5 separate regions of the Mus musculus genome follow, and regions 1, 3, 4 and 5 are each linked to region 2. The links are chromatin contacts, called in public Hi-C and HiChIP or PLAC-seq maps. All regions are on one chromosome and are shown on one strand. The core of a region is the stretch at or near the end of the contact, and the rest is flanking DNA. Distances in the headings are between cores, read along the strand shown. Region 1 has its middle 200 kb from the start of Gm35023. Region 2 holds the start of Tgfb2 (transforming growth factor, beta 2). Region 3 has its middle 74 kb from the start of Lyplal1. Region 4 has its middle 120 kb from the start of Gm35023. Region 5 has its middle 230 kb from the start of Gm35023.

Region 1 (2,700 bases), core at 122-2,621, 890 kb after region 2:
AGACTCAACTCCTCCCCTCAGATCTGTGACTATTCCTAATCTTCAGGAAAGGAAATTGTGGACTTTATGAGAACTAATACTTAGTGGTTTTTTTTTTTGTTTGTTTGTTTTTTTTTTACTCTTTAAAGTTTCTTCTGGTCCTGTGAGAAGCTCTCTTTCTTCTGCTTATCTCCAGAAGCTGAGAGACTTTACCCCCTACCCACAAACAGCTTAAGAACTCCAGGGAGGGGAAGCTGCGTGAATGCTGTAAAAGTCTTCTGTTCCTAGATTTTCACAGTGGGCATAAACAGACCGAATTTTAAAAGGCGACGACTTCCCCCCAACCCCTCACAAAAAAAAAAAAAAAAAAAAAAAAAAAAAAAAAAAAAAAAGTCAAAAGATAGGAAAAAAAAAACAAAAAACCAGAAGCTAAAAATAAACAAGTAAAAGAGAAAAGTCCCTGTAATTTCAGCTTTCAAACACAAGGCTGAGCCATCAAGGAAAGTATTTTTACTGCCTTGTCAATATTTTTCCTGGAAGAGCCTGTAAACAGCCTGTGTTCAGCTCTGGATGGCGTGTGCCTCATAGGCTTAGGTGTCTCTGACCACAGAATAACTTTATCCCAGAGAACCAGAGCAGACAGGAACTCTGGTCTCAGTATTCCCTGCAAATAAGAATACAAGGATAGATATAGATTTACTTTTTAAAAAAAAGGCTCAGAGCCATAGGAAAGACAATTGGGCTCCCTTTGAGAACCATTATTTCTCATGGAGTTCTTACTGGCAATACCTCCACATAGTCAAAGACAGAGCTTGCTTTCCTGGACCCATCTGCATCTATTTTCTTACTCTAACTAGGGTGGAATGCCCAAAGATCCACACGGGAAAACCTAGAGAGTTTGTCCTTCTGAAAAAAAAAAATGTTGAGTTTTCATTTATTTATCCTGTGGGTGAAAAACTCACCAGCTTTTGTGTCTTCTAAATTCATAGCTAAGAACAGCAGGGAATCCAAATGCTGATCTGCATGCTAGTGAGGGAAACATGATCTTAGGGGCTTTTAAGCACAAGTGGGTCTCCAGTTCTCTCTGCCCTGGGGATTTTTGCAGGCATTTGCCCAAACCCCTGCATTTCAGACAAGGAGAACAGCATGTGGTATTGCCTGGCCAGTGGCTCGGTGTCTAACTGGTCCTCCCCTCTGCTGGCTGATTTATTAGGCTCTGCTGATCTCTCTGCTTAAGGAAAATCCATCACTTGACAATCAGGCCATCTCCCTCCCTCCCGTCCTCCCACCCTGTAGATCTGTGATTATTTGATGCAGGGTGGAAGGTGGGTGCTGGGAACCATCAGGGGAAACTAACAGCATGTTAGAGGCTCGTTCATCACCCTGAAGGCCAGGGATGCAGTGTGTGCTTTCCTGTCAGACTTGACTAATAGGGCCTCGGTCTGGACCCGGCCACCACTGTGCAGTCAGCAAACCTCACAGGGAAGATTGCTCATTCTCTCTTCCAAAAGGGCCCCACACGGACCGACATCTCCCTTTATCTGATTGCCTCTGACTAAAAAGCTCTGAAAGGTTACTTGGACAATGGAAGCTCATAATTTTACCCCTTGGGAAAAAAATATTTCCCACAAGGGAAAATATCTATTATTCTTGGAGACTGCTTGACAACTTCTAATTTCATTGACCAGCTCAAACTTGCACCAAAAACCCAGTCAGTTTTTAGACAAATAAAATCCAACTGAAAATTGATTCTAAGAAATTATATAGATTGGAACTATCAAATTCTCTAAGAAGATATGACATATGTTTCGTATGGATCATGGACCTCATATAACTTTTTGGGGGGAAAGGGGAAAGGGGTGTCAAGAAACCAGATTGCAAAGATAAATAGGACTTTCTTGATACTTTTAAACATGACAAGTCATGGGTAAAAATGAATAGATCAATAAATAATGGACAGCATGTTTTGTTTCCTGTCATGCTAAGGCAATCCTGTCTTCACCCTTCCTGGCAATATCTGAGATGACTGCACCAGGGGCCAGTTTGTCCTCCTTGCTTGACACATCCATACTTGTTTTCTCCCAACATGTCTGAAAGAAGTAAGCAGACTCAAGTGACAACTTTTTTGTTTGTTTTGTTTGTTTTGTTTTTTCCCCCCATGGAGTCTTAACCCCCGGACCTATTTCTTTCTACAACCACAAAAACAGATGTTTTCTTTTCTTAGTTTTTTTTCCCACTCCTCTTGCTCTTGCAGCTTCCCAGATGAATTGGTCTACAGTGCTGTCTGCTGTGTGGAGATGTTCCAGGTGCTTACAGAGCAGAAGGGTTTGCCAAATTGACAATTTATCTCAAGCTCTGGACGTAGAGTCCACCCTCCGTGGTGAATGTGTCCCGAGGATCCGTTTGCATCCTGTCACTGACGGCTGTGGTTCTGGTTCCCAGCAAGATGGATGGGCTCCTAGAAGACCTGGCTGGAGACAAGAGATCACGGCTTATCTAAATCAGTAGTGGGAGACATTGCTTTGTCTGATCCTCATCTGAGGTCGGAGTCTATCCCGAGGCTCAGCACAAGTGTGGCTTCTGAGGCTCAGCATTCCTGGCTATCAGAAAACCCGAGCTAGCCTCTAAGTAAGTAAGCCATGGCCGCCCTGGCACCATTGGAGAAGCCTGGGTGGAGAGGGTCATATATCTTTCCCCCAAATCACAATTCATTCTCTCATG
Region 2 (2,700 bases), core at 168-2,667:
AAGAATTTTGTGTTCAAGGTGGGTGGGGAGATGATAATTCAAGAGAGAGTTTTCTGCAGGAATCTTAGAACATAGAACATGACTGTGGGGGGGTCTTGATTCTGTAAGAGGGCAGTAGATTATTCTGCAGCTCCCACACTTACGGAACCCCCGGATCCCTGCTTGTCACATGTTCTGGGACCTTATACTTCTTCCAAGTACATGGTGGGAAAGAACCCAGGAGGTGGGCGGGCTCTCTCTGCAAAACCCAGACCCACCCCTTCCTGTTTTCTGCAACAACAGACCTCACTTCCTATGGCCTCAGTCTCCCTGTCTGTGAAATACAAATAATAATGTTCATTGCTGTATATAATGTATGCCAGCTATATCATTACATATCATTACAGCTCCCTCTAGTAAGAATATAACCCCCCCCACACACACACACACATACACATGTATGCATCCCTAAAGGTTTGATCCTTTTGAACTAGGAAAATGATACTGAGGTCTTAACCTGGGGGAATTCTCAACAGTTTCCAGCTTTAACAACCTGTGTAGTCATCGTGGCCACAGAGTCATCACTAAGATTGAAATGTTGACTTTGACTAAAGGGGAAAGACCAGTGGGAAGAAAGATTCTGTTATCCAACCAGTTTGAGCAAGTTGAAGTAGAAAATGTCAAGTTATGATACTGTGTGACAGGAGACAGCAAACATTTAAAACCCAGGTGTCTTAGATAATGCTGCGACAGGCAGAAGATGGTGGGTCATCCTTGTCTAGGAAGGCTGAGGAGAAAGCCACATGAGCAGGGGCTCACATAAAGAAGGCAACAGTTCCTTTATTCAAAGCAGTGATACAGAGCATGCATTGGGTGAAAGGGACACTTCTGTATTCTGCTGGTTCACAGGCAAACAGGGCTGGATTGTAAACAGGCTAATGAAAAACAACCTGTGGAATCCCGGAGAACTCAAGAGTTAGGTCAGCAGTCTCAGATTGGAAGGCATGTCTTCAGGGCTGGGCTGGAGCTCCATGGAGCACAGTGTGTGTGTGTGTGTGTGTGTGTGTGTGTGTGTGTGTGTGTGTGTGTGTGTGTGTGTGTACACGCCTGTACATGCATGGGCACGCACTCAACACAGGAGGGACTCAGGGAAGCTGCGAATGAGTGATCCCCACCATGTAGAAACGGGATGCTTAGCTGCCTGCCCCTCCACACACAGACCCTTGGTGATCACAGACAGTGACTACTGCAAATTCCTCATGCCAGTCGCCCTCCCTTACTGGCCGTCCCCCTTTTCCACACCCCCTCCAATGGTCCAGAGCTCGTGGTCTTAGTAACAGAGGACTTCTGACTGTAATCCTAGCGCGTCACTTTGTTGAAGGCAAACACGTGGTTTGGGGAGCACATATAAAACTCTGCTCCGGGCAGAATCGTGATGTTATCTGCTGGCAGCAGGTTTGCTCGGAGCAGAGCTGCTGAAACTGCCGGCAGGAGAGCGAGTGGGAGAGAAAGAGAGAAGGCGCTGAGAGCTGAGCTCTGGGGCAGGCGTCAGGGATGGAGAGAAGTATTAGGGTTTAAAGAGCCATTCTGGAGCAACCCATCTGCGGAGAGAAGGATCGGCAGAGGTCTATTTTAGGGTCGCAAGTACCTACTTACCCTAAGCGAGAAAGTGCAACCTTGGTGGAAGCTAGGAGAAGCTAGGGAAGGGTGCGAGTCCCGGGGCAGCCCGCAGCCAACGCGCCCAGGAGGCGGTGTTGTTCCACAGGGGTTAAGGAGGTGGCCGATCGCTGTCGCCCTTGGCCGCCTGGAGCAAGAAAAGGAGGATCTGAAGGACCGAGCTGGAGGCTGGCCCTCTTTGCAGGCAGCAGCGGCGGCTGCAACGTGGAGCGACCCAGCCGGGTGTAGGCCACAGCGCGGCCGGCAGGAGCGGGATCCTCGCCGCCTGCTCCGGCCTCTGTGGATCTCCGGGGCGGACAGTATCCCACCGAGTCTCCGAGTGAGCCGCTCCGGGGCGCATCTGCCTCCCCGCGGCTCGCCAGGCTCGCCCTCGGCGCGCGCGCACGCACGCGCGCACACGCGCACACATCCACACGCACACTCATCCACACACGTGTGGAAGGCAGGGCCGAGCCGCTCGGTCTTTGAACTTCTCAGTTAGAGCCCGGCGCAGCCCCGGCCGCCGCTCAGCGCTCCCCGCGGCCCTGCGTGCCTCCTGCCAGCCCCCGGACCTTCTCGTCTCGTCCCTTTTGGCCGGAGGATCGGAGTTCAGATCAGCCACTCCGCACCGAGCCTGACACACTGAACTCCATTTCTTCCTCTTAAGTTTATTTCTACTTCAGAGCCACTCACCCTCTCCCTTCCAGGAGAAAAAAAAAACAAACCTTTCTTACTCCTTAAAGTGAGAGATTCCCCCCCCACCCCGCCCCAGCATCGCATATTAATATCTCCACGTTGGGAACGCGTTGCATTTTCTTTTTTAAAGGAATCCCAGCCAGGGACGTTTTTCTATTGGGCATTAACTTTCGACTGCTTTGCAAAAGTTTCGTATTAAAAACAACTCTACCTGACCGCTCTGAGAATTACTAGTTTCTTTTTTATATATATTTTTTCTTACTTTAAATAACAACATCAACGTTTCTTCCTTTTAAAAACATGCACTACTGTGTGCTGAGCACCTTTTTGCTCCTGCATCTGGTCCCGGTGGCGCTCAGTCTGTCTACC
Region 3 (2,700 bases), core at 45-2,544, 660 kb after region 2:
GGATTCAAACTCCAGATCCTTGTGCCTGCATGGCAAGCACTTTCATGTAGCTATATGATAGTTCCAGAGTCAGAACCTACTCATAAAAATTCTATATACAGGTCTGTATCACACATTCCTGATGAAAACTCTGTTTTAATAGCTTAAGTTTTATTATTGGTGATGATGTCAGGAAAAGAAAGACAAATTCAATTTTCAAGCCGTCAGTTAGTTAGGTAGAGTAATTCAGTTACATCATCTCTTTAATTTTTTTTCTCTTTTGAGGGAACAGCAGAGCCAATAGACTTAATGGGCTGATGAATAAGAGTTTTTCCTCTAAAGTCCTTTATGAACAGCTTGATGGAGTCTTGGTGAGTTTTCTTATTTATTTTCCCTAGATTTGCCCAGCAAAACTAACGCAGGGCTACCTATTGGACATCGTTATTCAAGGGCACTCTCCTTCAGGGAACAGCTTCACACTGTGGGTCTGTGAATGGACCAAGGCTGGGTCCACTGTCCTCATGTCTGGGTCATGGTGTCTAGTGGAGATGAGTGTCCAACCAAGCCAGGGCGGTCAGGAGTCCCGTGTGTGGGATTCTGGAGGAACCTGGGCTGTAAGATGTTCTTTCCTACTCTTTGGTTTTTAAGAGGTCAGTGTGTGAGCCACTTCAATGCCTCCCACTGTTGCCTGCGTTTTTACAATGCCAGCGTGAGCTGCAGTGGGGAGCAGGTTTATGGTGCGCGCCATTCAATTTAGACTCTACTAGAGCAAATGATTGCAGTGATTGGGAGGAAAGAAACTGGAAAATAAGTCCCTGATGTAAAACTGGTCACAGGGCCAAAACAGTAGTGCCAGTTATGACCTCAGTGCTTCACTGATGTTATTTTGACAACAGTCTTTTCAAAGCCATAGAGTCTATTATTAGTGAGGGTAAGCGTGCTGAACCGTATATTTTCCCCCCTCGGAAAGCCAGTGTCTTTGTATTTGAAGTTTCCATTTGCTTTTCTTAGTTTCACGTTTTTTTTGTGTGTGTTCTTCCTTGAGAAGAAGCACTGACAATAAACTGGGATGGAGAGAAAGAATGTCTGCAGGGTTATCCCAGCCTGGGTACAGCCCTGGGGTATACACAGACTATTCTCTCAGTCTGCCTAGTGTTTCCTTCCTTGATTGCATGGATTCAGAGCAGCGGGTTATATGATATGTTGTAAGCCAAACACTGAGACAATAAAAGTTTATCACATTTCTCTTATGTTAAAGTTGGGAGTCCGGCCCCCAGGGAAGCTCTGAAGTAAACAGTGTGATGTGAGCTCCTTTGTCAAGGAGTTCTTGAGAAGATGAGTCATAGACAAATAAATAATAAATATGACTCAAGAGTGTGCAATAGTATTGTATGATGGTAAAAAAAAGTGATGATTATGAATCTACACTGAATCCACAACAACTAGATGCAGTTTGGGGGTAGGCAGAAGATAACTGTGAGACATGGCTTCTGATGCTGGTCCTGTGAAGGCTCACAAAGAATGTATAGATGAACCGAATCAATACTGGAAAACACTGAGCTGACTAGTCTCTGAAAATGAATTCCAACGTTCCAGGAAACTCCATTTTTATATTGCTGTTTCCCAGGAACAGTCATAACTCCTGGTGTTTCTTCTGAACACAGAACACAAATTCCCCTTTTATGTTTCATAATATACTAGAAGGAGTTATCCTGAATGCCACATGGGAAGAACAGAAAGTCATTTCAAACAGCATCACTCATAAACCTCCCGGCCCACACATTAGACCACTTATCTAATTTTCATGAAACTGTACCCATCCACATAAATTTGGGACGTATTCCCACAGAGATAATAACATTAAATACATTAAATACAAAGCCAAAGTCAGTCACAACAACAAAATAGCCTGACAACATGAGCCAGCTCCCAAGTACAGCAGTGATATTTCATTCCTAGACGAAGCTGTGGTAACGTCAGCCTCTGACAAACCAAGAAAGTTACAAAGGTGCCTATTTGTTAATGAAAACTCTACCCAGAGGAAGCCAGCTACATAGTCTCTTTAAGGTTTGTGATACCTCCCTATGTCATTTTGTTCATAGATTATTGCTCTAAAGATCTCTGATCAATCCATTCAGTTACCTGATGTCTCAGTATTTACTGCCATTTTACAGATGAGGAAATAATCTGGCAGAGAATAAACTTTAATACCTATTTTAGCTTAGATCACACAGAAAATAAACTTCATAAAATATACTGGCCTCAAGATCATCCTGGTTGTGACAATTGGAGGTTCTATCAGAACTCTACATTGGTTCATGGGGATTGTCGCTTCTGCAACCCAATAGTTCCTTACTCGCATCACCAACTTCTTCAGTCATATCCTTCCGCCAAATATTTCTGAAACCCGCAGCCTCTCTTTTGTGAGGTACCAGGCTAGGTGCAGAAAGCTCCACGGAATTTACAACTTGCTCCCTAAGGTGCTCCTGGATTTAGGAGCAATACATGGGGCCCACTTACCAGTGAAGTTAGTATTTAATTTATCCACACCCTAATGTCTTCCATTGTAATTCAAACCTTTCCTCTGATGATCATCCGGATCAAGGTGGTCACCATCTCTATGTAACAAGTCATGGAAGCAGCTTATTGAGAAGAAAAAATGTGGTATGTTAGGGTTCCTGAAGGGGTAATTGAGTGGAAGCCATTGGCACAGGCAAGAGC
Region 4 (2,700 bases), core at 55-2,554, 970 kb after region 2:
CCAGAAGCCTCTTCCGACCTCTCCCATCTCTGGGTTTACTCATGGTACACATACATACATACATACATACATACATACATACATACGTGTAGGCAAGACGCTCATAAATGTAGTAACGAGTCAATAAATGTTTTGAGAAAATTAGAAAGTGTTTGCAGCCTCCTTGAGACTGTATGACTACCACTCTCCTTGTCACTGTCAGGCAGCTCATCAGACCAAAATCACTCATTTCTAAAGCCACCAGCGTAGTTCAGAGTTAAGGCATTCCTCATTGTAAAATGTCAGAGCTCATAAGAAGTGTCTACCTGAAGTCACTAGACTGCTTACTGAGTGAATCCTGGCTGTTCACTCCTCAATGGGCTGCTTCTCCTTCTCCTTCCACCCATGTCAATACCACTCCCAACCCACTCTCTTCCATACCTTTTCCAGGTCCATGGTTTTATTGTGTGACCCATTTTGGTTTAAGCAGGGATAACTGTATGATCATTGGCTTGACATTATCTTTCAGAGACTAGTGGGGTCACTTTGGGCACACAACTGCAGGAAATGACTGTCCCCTCCCTGAATCTCTCCATGGGAAATAGTCCACACGTGGGATGTAGGGTCTCCTGAGTCTACCCTCCATCCTTGTCTGGCTGTGGCCAGTATGTTTAAATTTCCCCCATGAGCCAGGTCTGAGCCAGGCTTGGAGTGTAGCTTTATACTTACTGCTCCTAATCCTCTCAACAGCTCTGCCTACATTTTATAGGTTAGGGAATGGGCTACAGAGGATAATGTTTCTTGCCCATTATAGGGTTGGCTAACTACCTTGATTTGCAAAGAACTGAGGAACTTTTCCAGGGTGCAGGAATTTCAGTGCTATGAATGGGTGAACTGAGACAACAAACAGCATTTGGGGTTGGGGTGGGGACATGTCACAAAACAACCTCAGAACCAAAAGCCAACTGAAGTCATTCTTGCCCCAAAGTTCAAGTGTGGATAGACTTCAGGGGAAAAAATCACATGTGGTTATGTAATAAAAAAAAAATTCTCTCCCCCCCCCCCCCACCCCCCATATATCTCTCATCATGACCTTATTTCCCTCTTCTGTTTCCAGTTATCACTGGATCCCAAATCCAACCTGAAGATTTAGAGTCTATGTGATCCTATTTTCTGTTTTTATTCATTCCCAGCTTTCTCCTTACATAAATTAAGCTTTGTGCTGACATTCCTGTGATTAGAAAAATCCCACAGGGTTTCAGGAGTGTTTCCTGGCTTGGCACCCTTCTGCTCCAGTCCAACCTTGCTGACTCATTCCCTCACATGATTTGCTGTGTTTCCTTTCAAAGATTCAGGTGAGTCCATTTCCCAGATCGAGAGAGACTCTAGTGCTACTCACTACTCGAACCCTGCCACCCTCACCTAACTGGAAGAAAAAGAAAATGTGAGCTCCACCCCATAGCCAGAGATTCTGAACTGCAGAGTGTATGCAAGTGCATTTGAGTTAGAGAGGCCCTAGGCTGTATGCCACCCATTATTCCAAGACATCACTAGCTAAGCATTCAAGTCCCTAGGAAGGGGCCACAGAAAAGCTCAATGGCTGCAGCCTGTGCTACATGCGCATAACACCTCTCTTCACTCCTAACACCAAACATATAAATAACATAACATAATATGAGAACTTCTGGCTCATTGTTAAAAAAAAAAAATCCTTCTAAGGTCTAATGAACAGTCCACATTCATTAAGAATCAAAACCGTGGGCAGTCTGTGGTGGCGCATGCCTTCAATCACAGAACTCAGGAAGCAGAGGTAGGCAGATATCTGTGAGTTCTAGGCCAGCCTGGTCTACAGAGTAAGTTTCAGGACAGCCAGAGAATAAGAAAACTTGTCTCAAAAAAAAAATTTACAGGAATTTCTCACCTGTGGAAAAATAACACAAAGGCACATAGAGTGATTCCTAATTTAAAAACATGTTCCTTTTGGAACAATGGAAACTGAGAGCAAAGAATAATTAATTTTAAAACTTTAAGTCAGACAAAATCTCAGGCTGGAAAGATGGGTCCTGAGTAAAGACCATGCATGGCTCTTTCAGAGGATCCAAGTTCAATTCCAAGCACCCACAACAGGTAGCTTACAGCCTCCTGTAATGCTAGCTCCAGGGGACTGGATATTCTCTTCCAGCCTCCAAGGGAGCATGCACACATGTAGCACAAACTGATAAAGGTAAATGCACACAGTTTTTAAAAGAAATTAAATCTTATGTTGTATACAGACCACATTTAAGGATAGGCCCTGTGTGGCATACCTCACCAGGACATGCTCACATACCTCACATGCTGAGAATGTGGCCTGTCCTTAAGTGTGGCCAATTCAAAACAAACTCAAGGGCATTTTGTTGTTTTTGTTTTTGTTTTTTGTTTTTGTTTTTGTTTTTGTTTTGTTTTGTCTCATATAGCTTTGTCTGGTTTTCTGTGTGTTTGTTGTTGGGTGTGGGTTTGCCTTACAGGTGTTTTTCTTCTGTATTCTGCTTTCTGATTTAAGTGTTTTATGGGATTAGTGTTTTTATGGGATCTGTGTGTGTGTGTGTGTGTGTGTCTTTCTGTCTCTCTCATCTGTCTGTTTCTATCTCTTTCTGTGTCTTTTTGTGTCTCTTGTATCTCTTTCTATCTCTCTCTGTCTATGTCTCTGTCTCTTTCTGTGTGTCTGTTTCTGTCTTTCTA
Region 5 (2,700 bases), core at 19-2,518, 850 kb after region 2:
AGGGAGGAATAAAGAAAGAAAGGAAGGAAGGAAGGAAGGAAGGAAGGAAGGGAGGGAGGGAGGGAGGGAAGGAGGGGAGGTTATGTGGTGCTCTGAAGTAGCCTCATCCTTTTGAATGTTGGATTGTGGTCAGAACAGGCAATTTTCATATGCATGAATTGTTTGTGTACTGCATTAAGTGTATTCTGATGGGTTTGAATAGATCGTTGTAGTAATTCAGTAGCCTGCTTCATTCTTTAGCAAGGTTATTCTGTCTTCTCATTCTATTGACCTGGAAGACTCATGTTTCAGGGCAGCTGTCACTGTGTAAGAATCTCATAGTGGGTTTGGGTTATCATTGGATCCCCTTCCCATAGCTGAATTGCCTGGTCAGGCCTCAGTGGGAGCTAATACAACTTGATGTCCTAGGGCAGGGTGGTACCCAGGCAGGGGAGGTCTCCATTTCTCTGAGGAGAAGGAGGGGGGAGGTAACAGGGTTGGGATTTGTGAGTGTGGGACTGAGAGGAGAGGAGGGAACTGAGATCAGGATGTGAAATAAACAAACAAACAAACAAACAATGTCATAGTGTTCTTATTCACCCTCATGGAAGTTGATCTAAATACAGGAATTGATGTCTTTCTCATAGGAAGGAGCTAGAAAGTCTTGAAAGCTTGTTTTGATGGCCCATAATTAGAAGCCTTGGTGGCAGGGGCCAGGCTGATATAGGTCAGAAAGAAACCCTCTTTCCTCTTGCTCTTCCATCAGGATGAGTGACAGCAGGAACCTCCTGCTTCAACAGCCCTGATCCGAGGGAGCCAAAGCCATGGTGGGCCTTTGGAGAAGCTAGTCTGACACTCAGAGACCACATAAAGGTAATTTATGGGATATTGTCACTAGAAGGAAGAGGAAAGCATGAAGTTGGAAGGGCATCAAAGATGGGAGGGAGGGCATTTAAATGTCCAGGCAGAAAATGAGAAAGCACCCTGCTGTTAAGTGCTTGAGGGAATTGAAGTGCACTGTTATTACGGAGCCATAATGAAAGCCTGGCTCAAGTGCCCTTCTGCCTGTAAGCACAACTTCTCAGAGGGAGACTGGATTCACAGGGATGATGATGATTTGCTTGGGACTTTTGCCCCTGAAGTATAAGAATAGCTTAGGCATTAGGTATTCCTAATTTGTTAGAACTTGTGAGCAACTGGCAAAGCTGGCGAGTGTAAAGAGGCCGGGACTGCATTGGAGTCTAATAAAAAACCCCAATAAAAGTTTTAAACTAGTTCACACATCTGCAGTCTAACGGGGGTGTATGGGGTGTATTACCTAATGTGAGCAATGGCTGGGGCAGCTACACCCTATGCTGCTGGATGCTTAATGGAGTATGAGGGTGAGGAGCAATGAGGGTGCCACCTTCCCCAAGTGGCAGTTACTGCTATGCAGAGAACCTTCCCATGAACCTCCAGGGGACTGAATTAAAGACGTTGCAGCCAATTCTCTCTGGGACTCTGCAATTTGCACATGTAAGCATTCTTGGATCAGAATTGAGGCATGCTTCTTCAATGTCCAGATATCTTTACCAGGAGATAAAATTTAAAAAAAGATGATGTCTGGTGTTTGAATATCCCTGTGTAAAAATAATCAACTCTAGTCCCAGGGCCCCTGTCAGGGGTCAAAGAGCCTGTTCCTCCTATTTCTGGGTTTGGGGGATTTCACTAGAGTCCAAAGGAAAGGGGACCAGTGCAGGGGAGGTGGGAAGTTCATGATCTCCTTTCATCATTTAAAGTAATTCATGGAGAACTTGGAAAAATACAGAAGATAGAATTTTTAATAAAATACTTAAAACTTTATAAGTTGTTGATATTACATGCAAAAAAAAATTTCTCCCACTCTAGAGTATTACAAAGTGTTTGCATTGTAAGCTGACATTCAAGTGTGTTTAATTAGGTGATGGATAGGAGCACTTCAGCACAGTGCATAAAACTGTCCAGCCTAAGGCCCAATCATTGGCTCTATCCCAGGAGAAGGTGCTGGGGGCACTTCCCAGCCAACAGTAGCAGCCTTCAAGGCCAGTGCCCACCAGGAGCACATAGATCAAGTCAGTTCCTACAGACTGCTCACACATTTATATTAAAAAGGAGAAAAATCTACCTTCTGGGATTTTTCCAGAGCTTCTACTAGTCTCCCCTCTCTCAGCTCATCAAGCTTAAAAATGGTTGCCTTTGTTAGCTCTCAGCCGACCTTTACCTTCCAGACTAAGGAGATTTGAAACCCTTCTCCCAAGGTTATGGGCTATACAAAGGGCTTTTCAGTTCAGTATATTTTCCTGAAAAGAAAATCTTCTGTCTCATAAAAACATACAGAAAAGCATGGGGGGGGGGGGCAGTAGGCAGCAGACAGTCTGCAAAATTCCCCCTTCAGTACCATCGCTCACCCAAGAGAAATGACAGCTGTTCTGGCGACTAGCACCAGGTGAATCGGTCCAGACAACTAGCAAGCTCACCTATCTTACTTTTGCAAGGAGACTCACCGCGATGGGTTTCTTATCCTGGAATTGAAAGTGCTGACCTGGCCTTTGTGCTTAAGTGGAAACTTCAAAATGACAGAGATAAACTTGGCCTTCAGTAGACATCATTTACCTCCTCCCATGCTGCCCCTTACCTCCAAAATCTAGGTGCAGCAGCAGTCTTTAACACATTAAGTGACAACCAGCAAAAGTCTATGAATGC

Evidence for each region. HiChIP or PLAC-seq counts read pairs in DNA pulled down with a chosen protein or histone mark. Hi-C and Micro-C count contacts between places; a contact is called where the count stands out from the background.
Region 1: an H3K4me3 HiChIP or PLAC-seq map of neural tube shows a contact between it and region 2, with 16 times the contacts expected there. The contact joins the enhancer-like site here to the promoter of Tgfb2 in region 2. A contact is called at or near these places in 4 of 39 promoter capture datasets (the C10 cell line, embryonic stem cells, liver and 1 more), 1 of 15 datasets of contacts at CTCF or cohesin (the NIH/3T3 cell line), 8 of 484 Hi-C or Micro-C datasets (differentiating embryonic stem cells, embryonic fibroblasts, embryonic stem cells and 3 more), 12 of 115 datasets of contacts at active chromatin or transcription factors (craniofacial prominence, embryonic forebrain, embryonic hindbrain and 6 more) and 3 of 9 other capture datasets (adipose tissue, embryonic stem cells and liver).
Region 3: a Hi-C map of the N1E-115 cell line shows a contact between it and region 2, with 5 times the contacts expected there. The contact joins the enhancer-like site here to the promoter of Tgfb2 in region 2. A contact is called at or near these places in 1 of 39 promoter capture datasets (embryonic stem cells), 5 of 484 Hi-C or Micro-C datasets (the N1E-115 cell line, cortical neurons, nephron progenitors and 2 more), 16 of 115 datasets of contacts at active chromatin or transcription factors (the NIH/3T3 cell line, astrocytes, bone marrow-derived macrophages and 13 more) and 4 of 9 other capture datasets (adipose tissue, embryonic stem cells, liver and 1 more).
Region 4: an SMC1A HiChIP or PLAC-seq map of the NIH/3T3 cell line shows a contact between it and region 2, with 8 times the contacts expected there. The contact joins the enhancer-like site here to the promoter of Tgfb2 in region 2. A contact is called at or near these places in 4 of 39 promoter capture datasets (the 3T3-L1 cell line, the C10 cell line, embryonic stem cells and 1 more), 1 of 15 datasets of contacts at CTCF or cohesin (the NIH/3T3 cell line), 2 of 484 Hi-C or Micro-C datasets (3T3-L1-derived adipocytes and myocytes), 13 of 115 datasets of contacts at active chromatin or transcription factors (the NIH/3T3 cell line, astrocytes, craniofacial prominence and 10 more) and 1 of 9 other capture datasets (embryonic stem cells).
Region 5: a contact with region 2 is called in an H3K4me3 HiChIP or PLAC-seq map of embryonic limb bud, with 7 times the contacts expected there. The contact joins the enhancer-like site here to the promoter of Tgfb2 in region 2. A contact is called at or near these places in 6 of 39 promoter capture datasets (the HPC-7 cell line, the SN4741 cell line, embryonic stem cells and 3 more), 4 of 484 Hi-C or Micro-C datasets (cerebral cortex, cranial neural crest, embryonic fibroblasts and 1 more), 9 of 115 datasets of contacts at active chromatin or transcription factors (astrocytes, cardiomyocytes, embryonic basal ganglia and 6 more) and 3 of 9 other capture datasets (embryonic stem cells, liver and pancreatic islet).

What each region holds. Positions count from the first base shown.
Region 1 is chr1:185,817,827-185,820,526 of GRCm38.p6, reverse strand. No RefSeq gene overlaps it. Among named protein-coding and RNA genes, the nearest start is that of Gm35023, 200 kb to the right of the region's middle. Within about 2 kb of position 1,371, at least 13 of the 459 cell types and tissues checked have an H3K27ac peak or open chromatin away from gene starts, as enhancers often do. A contact at or near this core is called in neural tube, where this site is marked.
Region 2 is chr1:186,704,706-186,707,405 of GRCm38.p6, reverse strand. It overlaps Tgfb2 (transforming growth factor, beta 2), which reads left to right and starts at 1,417. Exons shown (of 7, transcript NM_009367.4): 1 at 1,417-2,700. The coding sequence starts at 2,632.
Region 3 is chr1:186,042,310-186,045,009 of GRCm38.p6, reverse strand. No RefSeq gene overlaps it. Among named protein-coding and RNA genes, the nearest start is that of Lyplal1, 74 kb to the left of the region's middle. Within about 2 kb of position 1,294, at least 18 of the 459 cell types and tissues checked have an H3K27ac peak or open chromatin away from gene starts, as enhancers often do. A contact at or near this core is called in the N1E-115 cell line, pancreatic cancer cells and uterus, where this site is marked.
Region 4 is chr1:185,735,550-185,738,249 of GRCm38.p6, reverse strand. No RefSeq gene overlaps it. Among named protein-coding and RNA genes, the nearest start is that of Gm35023, 120 kb to the right of the region's middle. Within about 2 kb of position 1,304, at least 10 of the 459 cell types and tissues checked have an H3K27ac peak or open chromatin away from gene starts, as enhancers often do. A contact at or near this core is called in the NIH/3T3 cell line, where this site is marked.
Region 5 is chr1:185,850,044-185,852,743 of GRCm38.p6, reverse strand. No RefSeq gene overlaps it. Among named protein-coding and RNA genes, the nearest start is that of Gm35023, 230 kb to the right of the region's middle. Within about 2 kb of position 1,268, at least 11 of the 459 cell types and tissues checked have an H3K27ac peak or open chromatin away from gene starts, as enhancers often do. A contact at or near this core is called in embryonic limb bud, where this site is marked.